Linked DNA regions of Mus musculus: all the other regions are linked to region 1. Evidence: chromatin contacts called from public HiChIP or PLAC-seq and promoter capture Hi-C data. All regions are on one chromosome and are shown on one strand. The core of a region is the stretch at or near the end of the contact, and the rest is flanking DNA. Distances in the headings are between cores, read along the strand shown. Region 1 holds the start of Ebf3 (early B cell factor 3). Region 2 holds the start of Nkx6-2 (NK6 homeobox 2). Region 3 holds the start of Insyn2a (inhibitory synaptic factor 2A).

Evidence for each region. Promoter capture Hi-C pulls out the DNA fragments that hold promoters and counts their contacts. HiChIP or PLAC-seq counts read pairs in DNA pulled down with a chosen protein or histone mark.
Region 2: an H3K27ac HiChIP or PLAC-seq map of embryonic stem cells shows a contact between it and region 1, with 10 times the contacts expected there. The contact joins the promoter of Nkx6-2 here to the promoter of Ebf3 in region 1. A contact is called at or near these places in 5 of 39 promoter capture datasets (embryonic stem cells, hippocampal neurons and pre-B cells), 15 of 484 Hi-C or Micro-C datasets (B cells, LSK cells, embryonic stem cells and 1 more), 7 of 115 datasets of contacts at active chromatin or transcription factors (embryonic stem cells and stem cell-derived neural progenitor cells) and 1 of 9 other capture datasets (embryonic stem cells).
Region 3: a promoter capture Hi-C map of hippocampal neurons shows a contact between it and region 1, with 4 times the contacts expected there. The contact joins the promoter of Insyn2a here to the promoter of Ebf3 in region 1.

What each region holds. Positions count from the first base shown.
Region 1 is chr7:137,313,117-137,315,816 of GRCm38.p6, reverse strand. Ebf3 (early B cell factor 3) reads left to right here and starts at 1,372. Exons shown (of 16, transcript NM_001113414.1): 1 at 1,372-2,037; 2 at 2,143-2,299; 3 at 2,661-2,700. The coding sequence starts at 1,904.
Region 2 is chr7:139,581,502-139,584,201 of GRCm38.p6, reverse strand. It overlaps Nkx6-2 (NK6 homeobox 2), which reads left to right and starts at 1,405. Exons shown (of 3, transcript NM_183248.3): 1 at 1,405-2,068; 2 at 2,149-2,321; 3 at 2,514-2,700. The coding sequence starts at 1,663. Gm33031 (a long non-coding RNA gene) reads right to left here and starts at 1,406. Exons shown (of 7, transcript XR_003946896.1): 1 at 1-1,406.
Region 3 is chr7:134,937,096-134,939,795 of GRCm38.p6, reverse strand. It overlaps Insyn2a (inhibitory synaptic factor 2A), which reads left to right and starts at 1,366. Exons shown (of 4, transcript NM_001143802.1): 1 at 1,366-2,084. All of the region lies in intron 27 of Dock1 (dedicator of cytokinesis 1), which reads right to left.

The DNA of each region.
Region 1 (2,700 bases), core at 123-2,622:
AATCGGACTTCGATTTTCCCGATTAATTAAAATATTAACGCACACACACCACCAATTCACAAAAAAAGGAAGAGCTACCCCAGGCCCGGCGGGAAGAGGCTGCCCTGCGACACTTGCGCCCAGAAACCTTTTCTTTTTCTTCTTCTTTTAAAACCAGAAGGGCCTTATTTCTCGTGGCAGGAAAGAGCCTGGGACATCTCCAGGTCGTCCCTTGGGCCTCTGTCGCGCGTCGCACAGATCTCCTTTGGGTGGGCCGAGCGCCTGGGAACCGAATCCGGGCCTCCCGAGCTGGGCCTCCGAGCCCACGCGCTGCCGGCTCCCAGCTGCCCTCCCGGTTCCTCGAAACCAGGTCGGGAAGCCGCAGGGCGCGCGCTCACCCAGGCTGGGAGGCGCAGAGGGCAGGGTCCCTGGCGCCCGCAGTGTCTGCTCTGCTTTTCAGGCGGTTGGAGGTGGGGAGATCTGGCCACCGCACGGACCATGTAACAGGCTGGACACCAGCTCCGGGTCGCCGGAGAGGCTGAGCGCTCTTTCCGTCGGCCCAGAGAGGGCCCAGCCTTCTTTGTCACTGCCGCACCCAAGAACAGGCCAGGGACCCGAAACTCCTGTGGCCACCGGAGGGAGAGGGGGCATCTGGAGGAACCTGTCTCCGACGTGGACCCCGGCCCTGTATTCAGCAGGCTTTGCCGGGGTAGAAAGCATGGGACACCCAGCGGGGCTCAGATGTGGGCACACTGGCCCTTCAGCAGCCTTAGGTCTGCCTAGAAATCAGACTGAGCTGCGCCTCTTGCCCTGGTGGCGGCAGGGAGTGTGGATCCCTAGAAGGGGCATTAGGTACCCTCTTCTCCCAGCCCCTTGTTGTCCCTCCCTCTCCTGGAATCTCCTCCCGCGCGCCTTTCCAGCCTCTTCCTGCTGTTCTCTTTGGGACACCCCAGAGCCAGTGCTGCCCTGGTATTTATTGCATGCGTGTGGGCGACTTGGGGCGCTCCTCCTCCGACCCACGGTGTTTTGACTGTGTGGCAGGTCTTGTGGGCAGGTATAACGGGCCAAGCAGCACTTATGCACTGGCTGCGCTCGCTTCTTTGCGAGATTTATTTGAGCGGGTGGTAACTTCCTCGGCCGCGGCTGGGCTTGTGGAGCCGTGGCGCGTGGCCGGGGGCGGTGGTGGCGCTCGGTGGCGCTCGGAGGCGGCGGGGCTCGCTGGGCTCGCGGGGCTCGGGCCGGCTCGCGGCGCCGTCAGGCAGTCAGTCGGCGAGCGCGGCGGCGGCGGCGGCGAGGGGCGCGGCGAGGGGCGGCCGCTCCCATATATGGCGCAGGCGCCGCCCCCCGACGTCACCCTCTGACAGCGCCGCTCCCGGGGGCTTCGAGTTTTGGCTCCCGGGAAAGGGTCCATTCCTCGGGGAGAGAGGGCTGAGTTTTGTGCGCCTCCGTCCGCTGCGCGCGCCGCTCCAGGCCCCGCCGCGCCCCGCCTGCGCCCGGGACTGCGCCGCGGCACTCACTGCCCCGTTTATTTGTCTTTGGAGCAGGCGGGCCGCGCCAGAAGCGGGCGATCCCGCAGTGTCCTGCAGCCGCGGACGCCGCCTGGCTAGGATGACACCACGTTGAGCGCGCCTGCAAACAACAACAACAACAAGCGCCGCCGCGGCCACCGCGTCCACCGCGCCCTGCTCCTCCGAAGCGTCGCGTCGCCACCGGTGCAGCCCGCCCGCGTCCCCGGCCGTCCGCAGCGCCCGGCCGCCGGTGTATGCGGCGCCTGCCCGGGACGGGCTGAAGCCGGCGGCGGGCCGCACCGCAGGCGCCGAGCAGGGCCAGGGCGGCCAGGGCAGCCTCCTGCCGCCGAGCCCCGAGCGCCGCCGACCGCGGACGCGCTTTCGGCCGGGAGTCGCGGCCGCCGCCAGCAGTGTTCATGTTTGGGATTCAGGAGAATATTCCGCGCGGGGGGACGACCATGAAGGAGGAGCCGCTGGGCAGCGGCATGAACCCGGTGCGCTCGTGGATGCACACGGCAGGCGTGGTGGACGCCAACACGGCCGCCCAGAGGTACGTACCGGCCGCCCCCGCGCGCCTTGGCCCCGGCCCGGCCCGGCCCCCTCCTCCGGCCAGCGCCGCGCTGCTCACCGGGCCGCTGTCCCTTTCCTCCTGCAGCGGCGTGGGGCTGGCGCGGGCGCACTTCGAGAAGCAGCCTCCTTCCAACCTCCGGAAATCCAATTTCTTCCACTTCGTGCTGGCGCTCTACGACAGGCAGGGGCAGCCGGTGGAGATCGAAAGGACCGCTTTTGTGGACTTTGTGGAGAAAGAGAAAGTAAGTGTACACCGGCGATCGCACCCTCCCTCTCCAGGAGTAGGGGGCAGTTGGTGCCCGCGCATGGGGTCCGAGTGCCCCCCTCGGTGGCGGGAGCGCTCCGCCGGGCGACCCCGCCGCCACGTGCGGTCGCACAGGCCCCGCCAAGGGCCGAACAACTTCTCTGTGCCCTCGGACTCACTGGGGGCGAGGGGGAACGCTGGGCTTGCGGCAGGAAAAGTGACATCACCGCGTAGCTGCGAGCCAGGAATCCTGCCTGCAGCGTGTGAGGCCGAGGGGCCTCGGTCCTGGAGGGGGACCGAGCGCGGTGACCGCGCCAGACGCGGCCACGCTAAATGCAATTATTTATCGTTGCTTTCAGGAGCCGAACAACGAGAAAACCAACAACGGCATTCACTACA
Region 2 (2,700 bases), core at 156-2,655, 2.3 Mb before region 1:
TGACCTGATGGAGACGCGTGGCGTAAAGACCCCACACTAACTGTTAAAAAACGAAACTGAACTTCTAAGAGGACCAGCAGCAGTGGACGTTAGGCCCCTACGTGAAGCCTTTAGGATCACTTTTGCCCGTAAGACAGAAACCTTGGAGACCAGGGCAAAAGGGGAAAGTCGTTATTAACAAACTGCACAGGGCCTCTGCTTAAATCGCCAGGACCGGAAACAGTAGATTCTATTTCCACAGGTTGTATCACAATCAGTACTAGGTATTATGAGGTTAACAGTAAGCACTGCTCAAGAGGAGGAAAGAAATAAGCGCCAGCGTGCTACCTTCTCGGATCCTGCTGTGCGCCGCCGCACTAGGTGGCTGCAACTTCAGTTAACTGCCCAACAATTTTATGGAGTGAGAGGCCCCTGTACTAGAAAAGAAATTAAGGCCTAGTGGGCTCTACAGGCCGGGTCTATAGCCAGTGCTCTGTCCGCTAGACTGCAAACGCATACCCAGCCGAAGTCAGTGAGTAAGGTGATCCTTTCGTCCTGGTTCTTGAATTCCAAAACCGCTGCATTCTGGCCCGAGGTCCAGCTTGCCAGAAAGCAATAAGCAGGAGAATTCTGGTCCTGGGCCTCAAAGTCTGGACACGGGTAACCTCCTAGGTGAGTGCCTAATAAGCATAAAAGTTCAAGGGGGACGGCCTAGCCTCTCCCAGATACCCCAACCCAACTTCAAGGATTTCAGAACGGGAGGACAGCATAGGTTGTGTGTGTGTGTGTGTGTGTGGTAGTAAGGTCACCGGTTGCCTGGAGCCATCTAAAGTCAGTGAGTTCAGTTGGCAGAGTTTGGCAGATCTGAGGAAGCCAAATCTATCTGGTCCCTAGAGTCCACCCTTTTTCGTTCAAAATCCACCCAGAAAAGTTATACCCACAAGTTCACAACAGCCCACACCACCACGAGCTGGGAAGGAGAAGGAACCCCAGTACAGGGCTTGGGCCCTGATCCAAGATGGAGTGCCCTGACCTGTGGCGTCCAGCCGTCCCAGGCTCTTCCCTGAACTAAGCATACTGAGCTTGAGCTTTCGGAGTGGATCTTGAAATCTACATTCTTTCGGTCGATAAAATATGTTCTCGTATTTTTTCCTGATTTTCCCATTAAAACCTTTGCCTAACTAAACTCCCATCCAACGGGATTTATTTCATCTCTAGGGAGATAAATCAGGGGGCAAATTTACAGTCCCGGAGGCACCTGCCTCGCTAATGGGCCCTTCATGGAGTGCATGGCCGGCGGGGGCGCGCGCAGACGGGCCGGACGCTGGCCAATGGCCTGGTCGCCAGTGCCTTCAGCCAATCAGCGCGCGCGCCGCGCCCAGGCCCCGCGGTTATCAGTGCGTCCATCCCGCGCGGCGCCGCTCCGACCTGCCCCGGAGCCGCCACTGCCGCTCCCGCCGCCCTTAGTATCCCTGCCTTCTCTCTGACCGCCGCCCATTCAGCGCAACAGCCGTCGGTCCTCTCGCTTTCCCGTAGGGGCCGTCGGCGTTCGTTTGAAACGCGGTCCACCCGTCCCAGCGTAGCCGGCGCTCTTCGGCGCCGCGCGCAAACTTCCCGAGCCGGCGGGTGCGGGCGGTGGCAGCGGGGCCCGGATGGGCGCCCGGGTCGGAGGCGGCGGCGCCCATGGACGCTAACCGCCCGGGTGCGTTTGTGCTGAGCAGCGCGCCTTTAGCCGCGCTGCACAACATGGCTGAGATGAAGACGTCGCTGTTCCCCTACGCGCTGCAGGGCCCGGCGGGCTTCAAGACACCCGCCCTAGGCAGCCTTGGCGCGCAGTTGCCTCTAGGCACTCCGCACGGCATCAGCGACATCCTGGGACGGCCGGTGGGCGCAGCGGGTGGCGGCCTCCTAGGAAGTCTGCCCCGTCTCAACGGGCTCGCCTCGTCTGCAGGTGTCTACTTCGGGCCCGCAGCCGCCGTGGCTCGGGGCTACCCCAAGCCGCTGGCGGAACTGCCTGGGCGCCCGCCCATCTTCTGGCCTGGGGTGGTGCAGGGCTCTCCCTGGAGGGACCCGCGACTGGCCGGCTCCGGTAAGTGGCCCGCGCGGGATTCGGTAAGGAGAGGGGCTGGGCGCGGGCCTCGGACTGCGCTCACTGGCTCTTCTTCGCAGCCCAAGCCGGCGGGGTCCTGGATAAGGATGGCAAGAAGAAACACTCGCGGCCGACTTTCTCCGGCCAGCAGATCTTCGCGCTGGAGAAGACTTTCGAGCAGACCAAGTATTTGGCAGGCCCAGAGCGCGCGCGGCTTGCCTACTCTCTGGGCATGACCGAGAGCCAAGTGAAGGTGAGCTCGAAATGGGCCGGGGTCCAGCAGTATTGAGGCGGGGCCCGGAGTCCGCGTCCTGCGAACGGCCGGCGAGCGGCGGTTCGGCTGCGGCCGGACCGCGGAAAGCGCTGGCGCCAGGCGGGTCCGGAGTGCTGGTCGGGTGAGGCGAGCCTCGGTGCCCGTCTGATGATCCCTCCCCCAAACCCCCAGGTGTGGTTCCAGAATCGGCGGACCAAGTGGCGCAAGCGGCACGCGGCAGAGATGGCGTCGGCTAAAAAGAAGCAAGACTCGGATGCCGAGAAGCTGAAGGTGGGTGGCTCAGACGCGGAGGACGATGACGAATACAACCGGCCCCTGGACCCCAACTCCGATGACGAGAAGATCACGCGGCTTCTCA
Region 3 (2,700 bases), core at 117-2,616, 2.4 Mb after region 1:
AGCTGGGTCTTATGGGTGCATTTTCTCAATTGAGGTTCCTTCCTCTCAGATAACTCCAATTTGAATCAAGTTGACATAAAAGCAGCCGGCACACAGGCCCTTTCCCCAGCCAGATCCCAGCCGCCTCCAGGCCTAAAGACATAAATGGGCTGGCAATCAGAATTGGGAGAATCTGGGTCCTAAGGGGCATTTTAAAGAGTGGGAGGGACAGAGTCTGGGTTCCTCAGGCTTGGTGCTCTCTCCATGCAAAGGGAAGATATTTTAGAATGACCTCCTCCTGAAACGTGTGGACACATCATCCTACATAGACAATGCAGTATCTTACAGAAAGCCCTTTGAAAGAGCTGAAAGTATATATAAAACAGAGAGCTGGGCTCTATCAGCCCACTGTATGAGGATAGAGCAATGGAGTGGCCTGGAATACTAAGATGGGATACAGGGATAAAAGGATACATAGAAACAAACCAGAGCCTGTCTTCTGTCTGAAAGGTGTGCTTGTAGGGGTGGGTGATTAAGAGCATTTCCCATCTGAATCCCAGTTCATTGGCCAAAGCTTACCACCATGTTATCGGTGGGGGCTACTTTCCAGTATGTCTCAGGTAGGGCTGGGAGACCTGTATGCAAGAATACTTAGTCCCAGTGTCTGCTCCTCAGCCCTGCTAGGCATCGGGGAAGACCCTGAACCTGCATCAGAGAGCTCACAAGACTCTGGTGGAGTTTGGGGTATATGCTGGGAATTGTCCTCTGTTCATGCTAAAGAAATCTCTTTTCCGAGTTTATTTAACTCTGATCAAAACAAACACAATCTCCCACTGCCTCTCTAGGGGGGTGAGGGGCAGAGGGACTAGGAGGTCCAGATGAGGAACAGTGGAGATGCCTGCTCTGACATGTCCACAAATTATCAGGATGCAACAGAGCTGATAGGCAGGCAGACACTCTCTACTTTGTCCCTAGGCCAATAAACAGGTCTGCGTTTCAAATCCTTATTTGAGGGACAGACTCCTGGTTGGTTACAAACGTAAAAAAATGCAAGAGAAACCTTCATCCCTAGTCTCTCCAAAGACACATCTGCAGGTGAGGGGGCGGGCGCCTTGCCCAGATGTCCACTCCCATCTAGGGTATTAACTACCCAGCAGGGGTAGGCTGGTTGACACCACAGAAAGCCATCAAGCAGGGTTTCCTATAGACAGCCCCACTCCTGAAGAAGAAATCAATAGGGTCCCCGTGCCTGCCTGAGGTGGCTCCTAGGTAGACTCAACAAGTTCCAGGGGCCCCGCAGCGCCGCCTGCAGCTCAGAAACCCTAGGAATGTGGCTGAGGAGCTCCGCGCACAGGCAGCAGCCAGCGGCTGCTTCCAGCACCTCCTCCTTCTCCTCCTCCTCCTCTTGCCCGCGATCCGTCTCTGGCTGGAGGGGCTCCTTCACGCGCCCGGCCCCCGCCCCACGCACGCGGCCTGGCCCGCCCCCGCCCCACCCCCGCCCCACGGGCCCCGGGGCTCCGCCCGCCTCGGTGGCAGGCGAGCGCACAGGCGACTGGCGCGCAGCTCCCGGTGCCCTCTCTTCAGTCCTCTGGCCGCTCGGCTGCATAGAGTAGCCGGGACCTGGTGCCTCGGCCAGGACTCCCCTCCCGCTCCCTCCCCGTCTCCGCCCCCTCCTCCCGGCCCCGGCTCCCGGATCTCGCCGAAGACAATTGCAGTAAATGAGGACATCTGAGGAGCACGGAGCCGGGTGGCTGTGGCTGGCTCCGCCGCGCCGCGATCGGGCGAGCGCGCGGGCGTCCCCGGAGCCGGCCGAACCACTGCCTCCCCGTGCGCGTCGCTGAGCAGGAGCCGAAGGGACTCGAGCTGCGGCGCGGGGGCCGGCCGGGCCGGGCGGGCCGGGCCCGTGGCAGTGGAGGGGGCGGGCGGCGGGCACGCAGCTGGCCAAGTCTCCGGAGCCGAGCCTCCTTCAGCGCGAGCCCGGAGATCCTTGCCGTGGATGCTCTGCCCCGAGTGCTCCGTGCCGCGCCAGGCTTGCCAGGGTCCGCGGCAAGACATGCCCGAGCCAGGCGCTGCACCGACCTCCACTTATCAGTAAGCAGCCAAAGGTAAGCAGAGCCCAGCATGCCCTCCTCCTGCACCCCAAGCCCTCTGTACTTGACCGCTGGCAGATGGGCGCAGACCCTGGCTCTTGCGCACGCAATAGCCCCTAAACTGGCTTCGCCTAGGTCCGGGACGGCGGGTGTAGCCCAGTGTAGACCCGGTGGCGGGCAGCGGCGAAGGTGGGGGGCGAGGTTACGCAACTGCATCTGGCAGGACCTAGTCGCCCAGGGGCATCTGGCAACTTTGGCTACAGTCTTGGAGGAGCGGGAATATGATGTCTATTCTAGACAAACGCCACAGCCTTGTGAGCACAGGACATCCTTGGCCAGGCAGAACTGGGCGGGAGGGGGTTGGGGGCTCTGGGGACGACCATCTCCCTGGAACGTTCGAGGTTTTGAAAGTATTATCCAAACTAAAGCGAACTGCCAAGTACAGTACAGCTGATTAACTTCAGGGAGATGGGGGGAATAAGTCTGAGCAGAGGGGCCCTGCCGCCTGCTGTTGAGCAAAGACCGAAGCAGGAGAGAAGGCAAAAAATGCCCACGTGAAATGTTGGTCTCTTCTCTTGGTTACGGGTATAGGCACCTTCTCTGAGCTGGGGTCTGCACCCCGCTGAGCTTC